2 separate regions of the Anser cygnoides genome follow, and region 2 is linked to region 1. The links are chromatin contacts, called in public Hi-C maps. All regions are on one chromosome and are shown on one strand. The core of a region is the stretch at or near the end of the contact, and the rest is flanking DNA. Distances in the headings are between cores, read along the strand shown. Region 1 holds the start of ATP6V1E1 (ATPase H+ transporting V1 subunit E1). Region 2 holds the start of PEX26 (peroxisomal biogenesis factor 26).

Region 1 (7,088 bases), core at 1,896-4,395:
GAAAACATTTTCTGTTGGAAAGGATATTGATGGGAAGACATATATTCCCCGTTTGTATAGTAGGCCCCTCCAATTCCACTTACTAATCTATATCACAGTGTTGTTTTTCGAAGGAATTAAATTGAGCATACAGGCCAAAGAGTCACCTCTGCTTAACACAGATTCCAAGAAAATCAAATTATTATGCTGTTAAATAAGTTTCTGTGATGTTGTTTCACTGGTTTCACTAGAAAAATGTACTTAGATATGCAAATATAAAACAAAATTTTAAATTTATATAAGCCTGAGTATTTTCATTCTTCACTGAATGAGGATATTTCCTCCAATAGTAAAGGAAAAAAAAAATCCTTACACAGTAAAATTAAAGTAGTCTGTTTGTTACAACATTCACATGAAGTATAGATGAACCTTGAGCCCTTGCTCTAAGTCAGACATAGGTGTCGTTTACACAAACCTGGGCCTTCCACACCAGAAACAGGCGAAGCAAAGCAAAGGGCTACTGACTGCTCTGGCCAGGTCTATACAACGAGAAGTTCGTTTATACACCTGAGAAATCTTTCTTGAAAAATGTAATAAATGCTGTAAAAACTTGAAAGGTCTTTGGTTTGAGACAAATGAATTTAATTTAAAAATGCCATTGTATAGTTCATGTGACTTTACAAAGTAGTTGAATATTAGTTTGGAGGAGCTGGGGAAGAAAACAGAGACAGCAGCACCAGTTGATCAAGACCACATCAAGTATATCACATGCTGCTTTAGAGAGAGATACACACTAACAAGTTCAGCTTGAAGAAACGTTTTGAAAGCATCCTGAAACACTTTTATAAAGCACAGGTCCAAGAACTCAAAGACAGGGAAACCAATTAGACTAAATTCTGCTTATTTATCTTATGCCATTCTGTGACCAGGCTTAAATTTAGGTTCAAACCTAGAGCACTGCCCAACCAAATGGCAACTTTTAACTGTACAGCCATTTCCAAGTGCAGATGGAGAGAACCGTACACTCAAGTGGACCATGAAACCCTCCTTTTTGCTTGCACTTAATGGCAAGACACTTTTCAATCTGGTCTGAATAAACTTGCATGAAAGATTCTATTCATATAATCTCATATACAATTCATATAATCTGAAATGAGACATTTTAAAGAGATAAGAAAGGTGCCAATTTGAGAACTGAACCAATGCGCTGACAGCACCATGCCCATATAAACTAAAAACCAGAAGTGAACAGACAAGTGGAAGATTTTAGGCATGTACAGTGGAAGAAGTGAACGACAGTATCTACATCCTCAAAATCAGGTCAACAATTTTTATTTTAATTCCAGTTTGCAACACTTCTAAATGTAAGTCTACCTACAAGGTCAGTTTCTTATCCCACTTGTCTGATCTGATGGCCGATCAAATCAAGTTTAGATCTATATGCATTTCAGAAAGGACAAGACAGGCAGATAAATCATGTAAATAATTTCACTGAATACCCTGGTGTGGAAGGAAGCTAAGGACTTTTCTATAGCAGCAGTTTCCAAATTTTGGAAGAGTACTTTAAACAGTTTCAGATGTTCAAGAAATGTCCTCTGTATAACAAAGTAGAATAAGATGGAAGCAAGGTGATATGTCATCTGTTTTGCCATGTCTGGTGAGACCGAACATTGTTATTCCTTTTGCAGTCTGTTGTACTGAAATCCCATTTTGTTCTTCACAGGAATGAAAAGAGATATTAAGTGAGGCTTCCAGACCTAAAGATATTAGATGTAACAATCAATTAAACACTGTTGACGGAAGAAAGCAAGTAAATCTAAGATTGATAAGCAGGGTTGATTTTCAATGTGAAAATTACTGAAAGCACCATGATCAGTAGTTAAGATTTCAGAGGATCATCTGGTAGGTTCATACCAGGATTTATGCACATGTAGAACTGTGGTGCTATCAGCTGCATTCTCTTTTCCAGTCAACAGGATCACCCCAGGTTCAATAGTGCAGAACGACAGGCAAGTTGCAGGTGTGAAATTCTATTGGCACTGGGTGTTTAGTGTATCCACAGATCCTGAAATAACCTTTGAAGTTCACACCCACAGCAGCTGAGCAAGACCACAGCAAGTCACCTTTATTTTTATAATCTTCATGGGAGAGGAAGTAAAAAAATACAAGCAGCAAGCTTTGCAAATAAAATGCAAGGGAATGTAACGCCACAATTCTCCTTTTGGAGATAGATGACCTACCGATTTTACTTTCAATGTGATGCTTCCTTGCCAAGAGACTATGTTTACTGAATGAGAAAGTGAGACACGACGCACTTCTGATGCAAAGGACACGTAGAACTCGGCAGATCTGCCTGTCACCTGCAGGAGCCCCGCTGGCCAGCACCGACTGGATCCGTGCAGCCTTTAACAGCGCACGCCGTCTTCAGCCTGGCTAGGAGCAGTTTTTTAGGCAGGGGCCCTGTTTACTGTCAATAAGGACAGAGTGCCCTCACCCAGGGGGAAGCGTCCACAGCCAGCCTTCAGCCCTGGAAGTTTCCATCACAGGAGCTGCTTTGCACTGCTCTGCTTGGGACATGGAACTGAAATAGGCATCTGAGAGCTGAAGGCCACACAAAAGGGCTAAGTGACAGCTAATTTGGTTTAGGATAGATGTGTAGAAAAGGTGAAAAAGCCTTAAAGAGAAATATCCGGGACGGTATGTATGCAGGGTAGTGCATTTATCTGCCTGGAAGCACAGTTAAGCACTGCGGATGGTACAGATGATCACTCACGTGCCCTCTCGTCATGATCTGGCAACAACACACCCTCAAAAGGCTTCAGTTGAAGTTTATCAGTGGACGGCCAACCAACCCCACCAAGGAAAAATAAAATAAAAACCACTTTCTTCATCACCCCCCTTTCCCACCGAGATCCCCGTGTAAAACCTCTCCCCCCACCCCCGTTTCGGAGCTGGGCCCGAACCCCGTCCCCCCGCCCCCAGCAGCCCCCCAGGCCCCCACCTGCTTCTGGACGTCGGCATCGCTGAGCGCCATGGCGGCGGCGGCGGGCGGCGGGGAGCCGGCGGGGCTGCGGGGAGCCGGCGGCCAACGGGAACCGAATCGAATCGAATCGAATCGAATCCGGTTCGGGTCACGGCTGCCACCGCCGCGTCGCCCCGCCCCGCCCGCTCCGCCCCGCCAGGCCAATCGGAGCCCCGGAGCCCGCCGGCGTCACGGGGAGGGGCGGGGCTTGCGGCGGTGCGCTGCCATGTCGCGCCGGCTCCCGGTCGCCATCTTGTGGTGGGTGCGGGACGCCCTGCCCCGCTCCCGGCTTGGGGGCGCGTCGTGGCCGGCGGAACAGAAATATTTACCGTGCTTCCGTTAAAAAACGAGCTACTTCCGAGAAAAAATTAATTTACTTTCTCAAGTCAAATTAAACACTGAGAGAAGCGTGCTTAGAAAACCCTAAAGTTTTGTGTGTGTGTGTTTTTTTTTATTTTTTTTGCAATGCTTTAGGCTCATCATAGGAGGCTTCGGTATCTCAAGGTCACTTTCAGCCGCCAGCTGTATAAAGTTGGGAAATAGTATTTATGAAATCTCACATTTTTCAGGTTTGGACTGGCAGCGTAAAACAAAACTGTCCTTTCACGTGTGCCTGAGATGCGGTGTAGGATTAACGAGCACAAAGAGAAAACCCCAAGGCCACAGCGAGCCCTCGTGAGGGGTGGGACTGGGTTACCGAGTGGGGCGGGAGGTCAGGGGCTTTGGGGTGTTTTATGGGAAGCGGTGTGATGGGCCTCTGGGGCTGGGCGCACTTGTAGGGTTAGCGACTGCAGCACCAGTTTCAGTACAGTACGCTGGGGGGGTCACAGCCTCTGTATTATCGCCTCCTGCCATTTTCCGATCGAGAACGACTCAGGACCATTTCCACACGATGTGCTGATTCATCTGGGTTTCGTTACTGCTTCTGTTGTTCACTTTATGACAAGTTTTAAAGCAACCTCTGTAACCTGTAATAAATAGTACACGTTGACCCTGACTGGCTGGACGCTTCTGTTTGCGTTCTGCGGGCACATTCACCGGAGCAAACCGCACTGTGCTTTACACACCAGCGTCACGCGTCCTGCGTGCCACATCCACGCTTCCCCCGGCTTATTTCTGCTTCCTCAATTTCTCACGAGCCCGCTTCCCCTCGGCATGAAGCACGCCTTACACAAAAACCCGTAACTTTCCTCTCCGCGAGCCCAAACCCCTAGCTCCCACCCGCGTAGCCGCCCGCAGCGCAGTAACGCAGGGTGCCGCCCCCCCCCCCGGCCCGGCCCCGTGCCGCTGCGTCATTCCCCCCCCCCGGCGCATGACGCGGCCGCGCAGCCGCCCCCACGCCGCAGAGGACGCGCGCGCCGTGACGCGCGGCCCCCGCCCCTCCATCATGGCGGCGGCGGCGGCAAATTAGGGCCGAGCCCTCACCGCCCGGCGCGGGCGCTCGCCCCCTCCCCCCCCGCCCCCCGCCCCCCGCCCCCCGCAGGCGGCTCCGGCCCGGCCCGGCCCGGCCCGGCCCCGCCCCCTCCGCCGCCGCCGCAGGTGAGCAGGGGCCGGGGGCGGGCGGGCGGTTTATTGGCGTGCGTTTATTTCTGTGTTTGCCGCCCCCTCCCGCAGCGGTTGGGGGGGGGGGGGGGGGGGGGGGGGGGGGGGGGGGCGCGGCCATTACCCGGTGCCTGGGTGTTGCGGGGCTCGGGGGTGTCGTGGTGGGGCGGGCGTGGAAAATGGGGAACCCGTACGCTTCTGGGCTTGTTCCTGAAAGACATCGAGCTATTTGTCTAGAAACGTTGCTTAATTAACGTTTCCTTCTACAGTCAGCTAAAGCCCCTGCCCAGATCAAGGGCTATGTTGTTTTCCAGTATTTGCACCCATTAAGTGCCGCTGGAGGATCAGTAATGGACACGGTATCGATCCCTTTCCAGCAGGGATTGGCACGTTTCAACCCCGTCGTCCTCGGTTTATTAAAAACAATCTCTTAGTCATAGCGGTGTGTATCGCTGGAAGAGCACGCCGAGGGATTCGTCTGCCAACCTGGTCGCGGTCGGGTGCTCTGGAAGCCCTACCTGCCCTGGGAGGTGTGCTGGGAGGCAAACTGCTGCGCGGCCGGACGAGCCCGCGCACGCAGGTCTCGCCCGAAATCCCTTCACAGCCCTCCTGGTAAGGCTGCGGGGCGCCCGAGCGTTTCCCATGGTGTCGGTGCGGGGTGTGGTTATGTAGCTGCATGTCCTGCAAGCGACTCTCTGAAATGGGGTGCGTGTGAGTGAAGAGCCCCGTGTGAACGTGGGGCTGTAGGGGAGCGTGGATACGGTGAGCCGAGAGAAGTGGGAGTGAGGTTACCTGCTACAGGGACTGGTATCAGGAAGATGAACCAAACCCAGGAGCGTTTCAGTGGCATGCTTCCCTAAAACAATTTGAACTCCGGCGGTTTTGTTGCCTCCCTCAACCTTGCTGTCTGTGCACGGGTGATCGCTCGCTGACCGAGAACACACGTACGTTGAAATAACTCTCCAGCAGCGGGACGTGCTCTGTCTGAGCAGCGGTCTGGCATGAGCCTGTAGCTGGTAAGTGAGGCTCAGCGACCCGGGCCATAGATGGGAACTGCTTCCAGCCCTGGAATGACTGTTTTCAAGTGGGGCTCGCTACAGTCACGATGATGTGGTGGTGGTGTTTTAAAGAAGGCAATCTCTGGCTGTGCTGTTGTTTTTGGAACTGTTCTTAGTGCACCCGATAGAAACTGGTAGCGGTATTGACCACCTGGTATTTTGCGTATAAACGAAATAATTTGTTAGGCTACAGCTCCAAACTCATAAAGCAAGTCCCTCAACTGCTGCAGTCAAATAGATGTGCAGTAATCCTTAGTAGCAGTCGGCGAATTGTTCCGCTGGTCAGCGTCATTGCATTTTGGCTGTTGAATGATGCACAGTAAGCGTAGCTTGGGGCACAGTAGGATTTTTCAGGAGAGGACTGAAACACAGCTGAGCCCCCTCACTAAGGGATTATATTCACCGTGTTCATTGGTAGATTTGCGTTGCCCTTTATCCAATGTGTAACTCTCCTGTGGATTAAGATGTGACAGATTGCGCGAGGAAATGTCAGTCTGACTGAAACTCCCATGCTCGGGTCAGTTGAAGAGCTCAGCCCACATAAAACAAATAACAGCAGGGCTGGAGGAGTAAAGAGCTAAGTAAGCTCGAACAAGTGTAGGTTTTTCTCCCCCAAGGGTGCAGGAATTAAGAAAGGTGATTTTTTTTTTTTGTAGTAAATAATTAGAAATATTTTCGAGCTCTTTTTTTTTTAAGAGGCAATAAATAAATCTGTTTAACCAGAAGTAGCCCCCTTGTACTTGGTTTGAAGGCTTATGTATTCTTACGGTGCCTTGTTTCCCCTGCTCCACTACACCTCCCAGACAAGCCTTTGTCTTATTCTCTTAAACAGTTTCTGGACTCTTTTCCATTTTGCTCCACTAATGGAAAGCTCTCCTTCCTCTGGTCTGGTGTTTCAAGCTGTGTGTGTCCTGTTCTAAACCCACTCATTCCTGAAAAATGGTCTTTTCTGCAATATTTACAGTATCTGAGTCAATATTTGTCTATTTCTTTTTGAAAACAAAAATAATCATTCACAATTTAAAATGAGTAATTTAGTTATTTCATTGTGGGCTTCTCTCAAAGGAAGATCAGCAATTCTGAAGTACATTTCCAGTCTGAAATGCTTTTACGTGAGGCTTAAGACAGTTTTTCCATTCAAGTTCTTAAGTCTTCCTTGTCATTTCAGTATAAAAGTATCTCTCCGAATACATCAACCAAACTGGTTACTTTTTTTTTTTTTTACGTCTTAAGCTTTTTTCTCCACTCTTTTCCCAGGGAAACATTAGACACTATTTAAATAAGTTGTGGTCTGATTCTCTTTCTCTCTCCCCCTCCCTCCCTCCTGCTCCCCCCCAGAGGTGCTGAGCTAAGCATGCCAAAATTTTCATGAATTAGGCCTCATGGTTGCATGTGGATCACTGTGCTGATAGGGAGTTTCATTCTTGTTTTGGTAGACTGTATTTTTTTCCTTTCATTCTCTGTGTTGATTTGAAATTCTGATTTAA
Region 2 (7,088 bases), core at 1,761-4,260, 250 kb after region 1:
CACAGCTGATGAAGACACAAACAAGGCCCCTCTGCAACTCGCTTCATTTCTATTCCAGTATAAAATCAGGACGACCGCAAATAAAAATCCTAGATTTTAGACCGGAGGCAAGGAGCCAGGACACAACACCCATGACACAAAATCCACCGTGATGCTCCTTCTTAAGCAAGTTTGCTTGAATTTAGCTTTTCTGGTTACAATAAATGGTTATCCAGGAAGCAGGAGCACAGTCAAGTATGTTGACTTCCTCCAGTATTTTTGTAGGGGAATAGCCCTGCTGCGTAGGCTAATTCAGGTACAACAGTGACTCTTCCAGTTTAAAAACAGTGTGTGCCGTTCTCATTTAGGGAAGGCTGGAAAAACAGCGTCATTCTGATTTGGTGATGAGCGTCCGCACATGACAGCTCAGTTTACCAGCCCAAACCGCCTCGCGCTTCGCTCCCTGTCCCGGCCGAACCTCCTGCATTTGCAACACCGTGCCTTGGTCCTACACAGCAGGAGGAGGCTGTGGGGCCGGCCGAGCAGCTGTGCTCGATGGCAGCGAGAAATAAGGGCCACGAACTGCACCTGGACTGCAAGGAGAGTGCCAGGGAAATGAAAGGAGGCCGCTGGGGCTTCGCTCCTCTGAGGCTGGAGGTCGAGCATCCCTCACCTCCCCTGGGACGGTTCTGTTGTGGAAGAATTTTGTTTGGCTCATCAACAGATTGCTAGTAAATGGGTAACTGTTCCTGAAGTTAAACAATTCTGTGCGTAACCATCTTCTGCAGGCCAGGGAACGGTAAGAGTTGGGCCTTCAAGGCACCACACTGTCCCCTCTAGGAAGAGGGATGAAGTACAAAAACATTCTGCCATGCCTTACAGAGACGTTAATTTTACCCATTATTATCATTATTAGAAGGCTACTTGTTCCACCATAGCTTCTTAACCAACCAGACTGCAACTGCTGCTTAGAGCAGCTCCTACCTCTCCCCTGCCCTTCTCTGCCTCTAACTTACCGCAGTGTTATTGCAGCTCATGTATCTTTCCATAGTTCTTTATTAATAAAGAGCATCTGCAAGAAAACAGGATCTGACTCACCCCGCCGCACAGCAGCTCCTGCTGCTTACTTTCCCACCTGAAACAACAATCCCACTTCCAAGTCCCTTCCATTGCCACAGTTCTCGTATCGCCTGTGCACCGCAGTGCTGTCCTTCTAAGGAACAGAATATTCTTGGCTGCTCTCCCCAAGAGACATTCTCGAACAAAATCTTTGCATATCGCAGACTCACCTCATTTTCATGCTATCTCGCTCCTTTTCAGCATCTCAGTGAGGAGGATTTGGTGAGTGTGAGGCTTTTTCAAAATTGATTCCTTATCCATATTTGGGAATTTGTGCTGGGCACTAGCTGGTACAAGCCAGAGTCTTCCCACAGTGCACTTTGGGACTTGTAGTTCCCAAAAAGGAATGTTGTTTTCCAAATTGCAGGAGCCAAGCAACAGTAACAGAAGCCCGAAAGGCCTTTATCCCCGCCTTTGCTTAACTGCTCAGCCCTGCCTTCTGCAACGTTTATGTGCTGTGGCTCAAATGGGCTGAATTTGTCTGGGTCCTCTTCCACAGCTCGTAGCACAGCACACAAGCACGCACCGCCTTGCGAAAGCTGCTGCTGCTGCAGAGCACTCGTCCCATCACTGTGAGGTGCCAGCACTCGGTCCTGCCACCTGTAAGCAGCCACTTACAGAGCTAGTACCAATTTTTATGGATTCTCCCCACACTTTGTTCCCCATATCCAGCACTGAAATGGCATGGAAACTTCCTTTAAAAACTGTGCTTCACTCTTTTGCACTCTTTTGCATTAGTAACTTTGATTTATTTAATTAAATAATTATAGTAGGGGATCAGCATTTCAAAACAGTATAATAAATCCTGCCTCTTCTGTAGAGATTCATTTCTGAAGAGAGTTTTCACAGAGTGCAATAATTATTTTGCAACCAAGACACCCTATTGTTTTAAAATACCAGTTAAAGAAGAATGTGAAACATTTTATATTGTTGCCTGTAGGGTACTGATGGAGATACTGTTACGATTACCCAACTCCATTTAATAGTTTAATTTGCTTAAAGCAGCGGGCGCTGGGTAGCTGAAGAAAAGATGCCAGAGGAGCATAACCATTCCTGGGGGTGTTCAAGGAAAGGTTGGACGTGGTGCTCAGGGACATGGTAGTAGGGTGATGGTTGGACCAGATGATCTTGAAGGTCTTTCCCAACCTTAATGATTCTATAACCCGAGGAGAGGAAGGCACATGCCTGTCCAACACAGGATCCCGCTGGCAAAGCCGAGCTTCAGAGGGAGCCATGTGCGGGAGCACACAGGGAGCGCTCCCCCACTACCAGGCACTCCAAAGCCCTTCTCCCGCTGGCTGTTTATGCTGAGGAAAACCACAGGACCACAACTTTATCGCCTTGCTCCAAAGCAGCACCTGAAAACGCTTGAATAAGGCAGGCGGCAATGCTTGTGCTGCTGGTGACGCCTTGCGGCCGCTGAGGGGACAAAGCGGTGACCTTCGCGGGGCACCTTGACCCCCTGCTGCTTACGGCACCGAGGTGGAGGGTTGCTCTTTGGGTTTAGTCGTTCTCCCTTTGGCAGCCAGGCGAGTGAGAAGGGCTTCCCCTTCACTTGGTTTAACCCCTTTAACGCTTAGCACCGAGACAAAGCCAGAGACGTGCCCTGACCCCAAATAAAGCTGTCGCATGTAGGCACATGCTTGTGGCACGGCGGTCCTCTCTTGGGGCAGCACCTATCTCCAGGGTGCTGCTGAACGAGCGGCCCCGATAAACAACCCTTGGGTCGCTCTCTAGCCAGAATTTTGTCAGAAACCGCCCCTCGCCACGACGCGACCCAAGGCTGACAGGAACTACATTTCCCGGCGGGCGGCACAGAAGATGGCCGCCGGGGCACCCCTCGCGCCGCCGGGGGGCGGTGGCGGCCGCCTTCTGCCGGCCTCCCAGGGGGAGAGGGCGGCCCCTGGGTGCCCGGGCGGCTCCCCGTGTCCGTCCCACCCGAGGGGGGGCTCGGGGGGGCGGTGGTGGCGGCGCTGGAGCCGGATCTGGGTGCGGACGGGCGGCGAGGCTCGGTCAGGGCGGCAGCGGCAGCCCGCCCGCCGCCGCCATGAGCGGTGTGCCGCCCGCCTGCTGGTCCCCGCTGCCGGCCCAGGCCGCCTCGCTGCTGGAGGAGGCGGCCGACCTGCTGGTGCTGCACCGCGACTTCGCCGCCGCCCTGGAGCGGTGTGAGGCGGGCTGCGGCAGCCTGGGGCCCGGCCCCGGCCCCGGCCCTGGCCCCGGCCCGGACACCGGCCCCGAGAGGTGCGAGGGGAGCGGCTCCGGGACGCGGGAGTAACTGCGGGCCTGCCCGCCGGGGTGTCCGGGGCTGCTCATGAGGGTGGTCCGCGGGTTTAGGGGCTTTCTGCGTTTAGTAAACGCAGTCTTTTGTATAAAAGACTCTGCATGCCTGTCATCCCTCAAACATACATAGAAACCTTCCCTGCATGGTCCTAGAGGTACAGACTGGGTGCACACAGGGCTATCGAACTCCCCTTTTTGAGGGGGAGAAGAGGTGGAGGAGTGGGAAGGGAGGGGCAAACTGCTGGTACAGAACCATACAGTGCTAGCCAAAGTAGCTCGTAAGAAGGGATGCAATGGGAAATTTGGTTATAAGAAGCACTTACATGTCTGTCTTCGTTACCAGTTCTGCAGAAGTGAAGTGCTCCCTCTGTGTCGTGGGCATTCAGGCTCTGGCTGAGATGAACCGGTGGAGAGAAGTTCTGTCATGGCTCTTGCGGTATTACCACGTCCCTGAACGTCTGCCTCCAAAAATCCTGGAGCTGTGGTGAGTGTGGGTCTGTGGCTGCCGCGTGCAGAGGGCCTGTGTTAGTTAAGAGTGGGCCAGACTTGAATATTGTGTGATGTTTTCACCTTGCAGGTTGCAAGGATGAAAGTGAAACATGGGACCTGTTCTCACAAAGAAAAACAATAAAATAAACTGAGTTTGTTTCTTTTGCAGAATCTTTTTTTTTTTTTTTTTAACTCCGGGTTTGTAATCAAGTGCTACACGTAGTGAGCCTGCTCTCGCTGCCATTGGGAACGTCTGGGCCAGTGTGTGCTGGAGCATGCCAGCTGGCAGCTTGAAGGGGATGAAGTACAAAAGGGGTGATTCTGAGAGAGAACTGCTCCCCTGGGAAGTGTCTCTGTACCTCAAGTGCAAACCTTGCTACATGCCGTGACCATAGCTACTTCTGGGTAGTAACTGCAAGCAATCTCAACTTTTACAATGCTACTGTTTTCTATTATTTCTTTCTTGTGTTGCAGTATCCTGTTGTATAGCAAAGTGGGAGAGCCCCAGGTGATGCTGGAGGTTGGCAGTAGCTGGCTGAGAGACCTAAGCAATAAGAGCCTTCCTGAGTATGGTTCATTGCTGGAGCTCTATCTGTTGCGTGTGTTGCTTCCACTTGGCCAATTTAAGGGGGCAGAAGAGCTTGTAGACAGCTGTGATGTTTTAAACAGTGAGCAGAAGCTAGCATTTCTCAAGTCCATTTGTGAATGCCAATGTCAGTGGACTCAACAGGAAGAGATGCACTCAACTGACAAAGAGGAGCAAGACAAAGCAACAGAGACTGTTTTGGGTAGGCTTTCCCTCATGTTTGTACTCCTTTTTTATTATTATTATTTTTAATTTATTTAAAGTTTTAGAGATACACATATCTTAAAGATTACCAGAATAGTTCAATCTGGACTATGATTGGTCATCAACATCTGTGCATTCTGTGTCAGTACCTATGAACTGTCTGCCCTCTTCCTTATAGTCTGTGATGGTCTATTCCAGAAAATCTGTTTGTGCCATAGAGCTGTTGGTGAGATGGCTTTCACAAGCACTCAGGACTTTGCAGTGTGTACAGACCGCAAACTCTCACTGGCACATTAAGAGAAGTGAGTTCCAAAAGTAAAAGCTTTTGCAGGCCCTGTGATCATTGAAGCCATCTCATTTGCTGCTGTCTGAAACCAGAGTCAGAGCAGTGGCTTTGGAAAGAAGCAATGTAATCTCTTACCAGCCGTTCCATTGCTTTTTCTTCCTTAAGTATGGTTATATAGCGGTGGTGTCCTTTTACCAGTGAGATGGCAACCGAAGCCATCTTACGGAACACGTCCTTAAATGAGTGAGTGGCTTCAGTTCACATACAGTTGTGCAATGACTCTTCACATCTGGCTCTAACTGATTTGCAGTAGTACCTACCCAGTCCTGTTCATCCCTCCCTAACAAAGGGTAGTGAGAATTAAGTGTGTATTAATAATGATGCCAGGCCATACCAGCCATGACGAAGTCCTGCTCGGTATCACTGAAGGAAATGGAAGACAATTATGTTTGCTGACAATTAAAAAACCTATTTAGTCTAACCAATGCTCAGAGATGAGAATTATTTTCCAGGTTCTAAAATGCTTAGTAATAAATTTATTATAGATAAAAAAAAATGCAGAAAAAAAGCTGCGCCAAGGAAAACAAATCTAACTAGCCATCCTGTAAAGGCACTTTGTTGGCTTTTTGTATTCTCTACTACTTCTGCAGTAGAAGTTGAGTCCATGTTGAAGAATCCACATCTGGCATTTAAAGCTCTGCTTCTCCAGCACTGTAAATCACTTTATCTCCCAGGAGAGAAGCTGCAACTACTGTGGTATAAGTTGATGGCTTAAAAAATGTATGGAGAATTGTATCATAAAGTTGTACTGTTTCTCTGTTCCCTTTTTAAAACCACTAAAATAATAATAATAATAATGATAAAAACAAACAAAACAAAAAAACAACAACAAAAAACACTAAAACCACAAAAACATCTCAGGCCAACTAAAATATGAATAGTCTTACCTTATTTATATTAATTTCCTAGTACCTGTATGATTTTTTTTTAACTTTACCGTAACAGCTTCTCTGTTCTCATTTTCTAGGTGCTCTGTCCCAAAAACTCTTAACCATGTTGACATTGCTACGAAGAACACTCAGGTCCATGTCAAGCCACTTCTATTTACTTCCTTACAAAAAGATGCTTTTGGCTACTTTTCTGCTGTACCTTGTGGTAGTGAGATTAGATCCGGGTACGGTATTAAGATTTCCTTTTTTTTTTTTTAATCCCTTAATGGTTACAGAAGAAAATTGTTGATTTTAATAGATTTGGTCTGTATGAATGTTTCATCTTTGGGAGACACAAAAACTGGCTAGGCACTTATTATTTGGGCTTGATTCAAACGCTTCCAGTTGCAATCCATCTAGAAAGATGCAGCTCTACCAGAGTCCGTTTTCTGTTAACCGTTATTCCATCCTCAGTTCTTTCCAACAGCTGAGGCACTGGCTGCGAGAGGCAGGCTGGGCTGTCCTAGACTCAGCCTCTGCCACCTTGAGGTGCTACGAGGTGAATGTCTCTTGGAAGATTGATTGCCTCCTAGGGCTGTCCTGCCAGGAAAGCGGAGACTTGCCCAGGGCAGCAGTGTAGTCATGCTTTTGAGCTGCTTGTGCTGGAGCCTTGCAAGCGGTGGCTGGAGCTGTCACTGAAGAACGGGCTGGTCCCATGACATAGATCTGGCTGCTGGGGCGTGGAGGGGGTGGGTGTTTTCTTTGGCTGGAGACACTCCTTCTGCTGGGTGGTGGGCACTCCGTGGCTATTCTGCAGATAGTCCACTGGAAAATACTGAAGAAACCTTGCCAGGGATGGGAGTAGTGCCTGGGGTGAAGGACCAAGTACTGAACTGAGCAGGAGGAAATAAGATGTCTAGGTTTCCATTAACTCTAGTTGGATTAGTTCTTTCTCAGTATGTTTGGTATTTCTTGGCCTTTCATTATAAAAGGTAAAACTGTCTTGCTTTGTGTTTTGTTCCACAGCTTCTCCCACATCATTGCCGTTCCTTTGCAAACTGGTCCAGCTCTTCCGACAGGCTTGGGCAGCTGTATTGTCTCCAATCCATAGGCCTCCAATTCAGATTAAGTGTATTCCACCGCAGAACATGTTTTTCTCTGCTGCTGCGGAAGTGTCAGCTTGTCTCGAGGACTTCATGAGGCTCTTCAAGGACTG

The links. Hi-C and Micro-C count contacts between places; a contact is called where the count stands out from the background.
Region 2: a contact with region 1 is called in a Hi-C map of liver, with 9 times the contacts expected there. The contact joins the promoter of PEX26 here to the promoter of ATP6V1E1 in region 1. A contact is called at or near these places in 2 of 7 Hi-C or Micro-C datasets (both in liver).

What each region holds. Positions count from the first base shown.
Region 1 is chr1:67,003,732-67,010,819 of Taihu_goose_T2T_genome, forward strand. ATP6V1E1 (ATPase H+ transporting V1 subunit E1) reads right to left here and starts at 3,146. Exons shown (of 9, transcript XM_048080632.2): 1 at 2,981-3,146. The coding sequence starts at 3,013. BCL2L13 (BCL2 like 13) reads left to right here and starts at 4,414. Exons shown (of 7, transcript XM_066998911.1): 1 at 4,414-4,540.
Region 2 is chr1:67,256,962-67,264,049 of Taihu_goose_T2T_genome, forward strand. It overlaps PEX26 (peroxisomal biogenesis factor 26), which reads left to right and starts at 3,011. Exons shown (of 5, transcript XM_013173167.3): 1 at 3,011-3,339; 2 at 3,722-3,862; 3 at 4,342-4,655; 4 at 5,971-6,117; 5 at 6,899-7,088. The coding sequence starts at 3,146.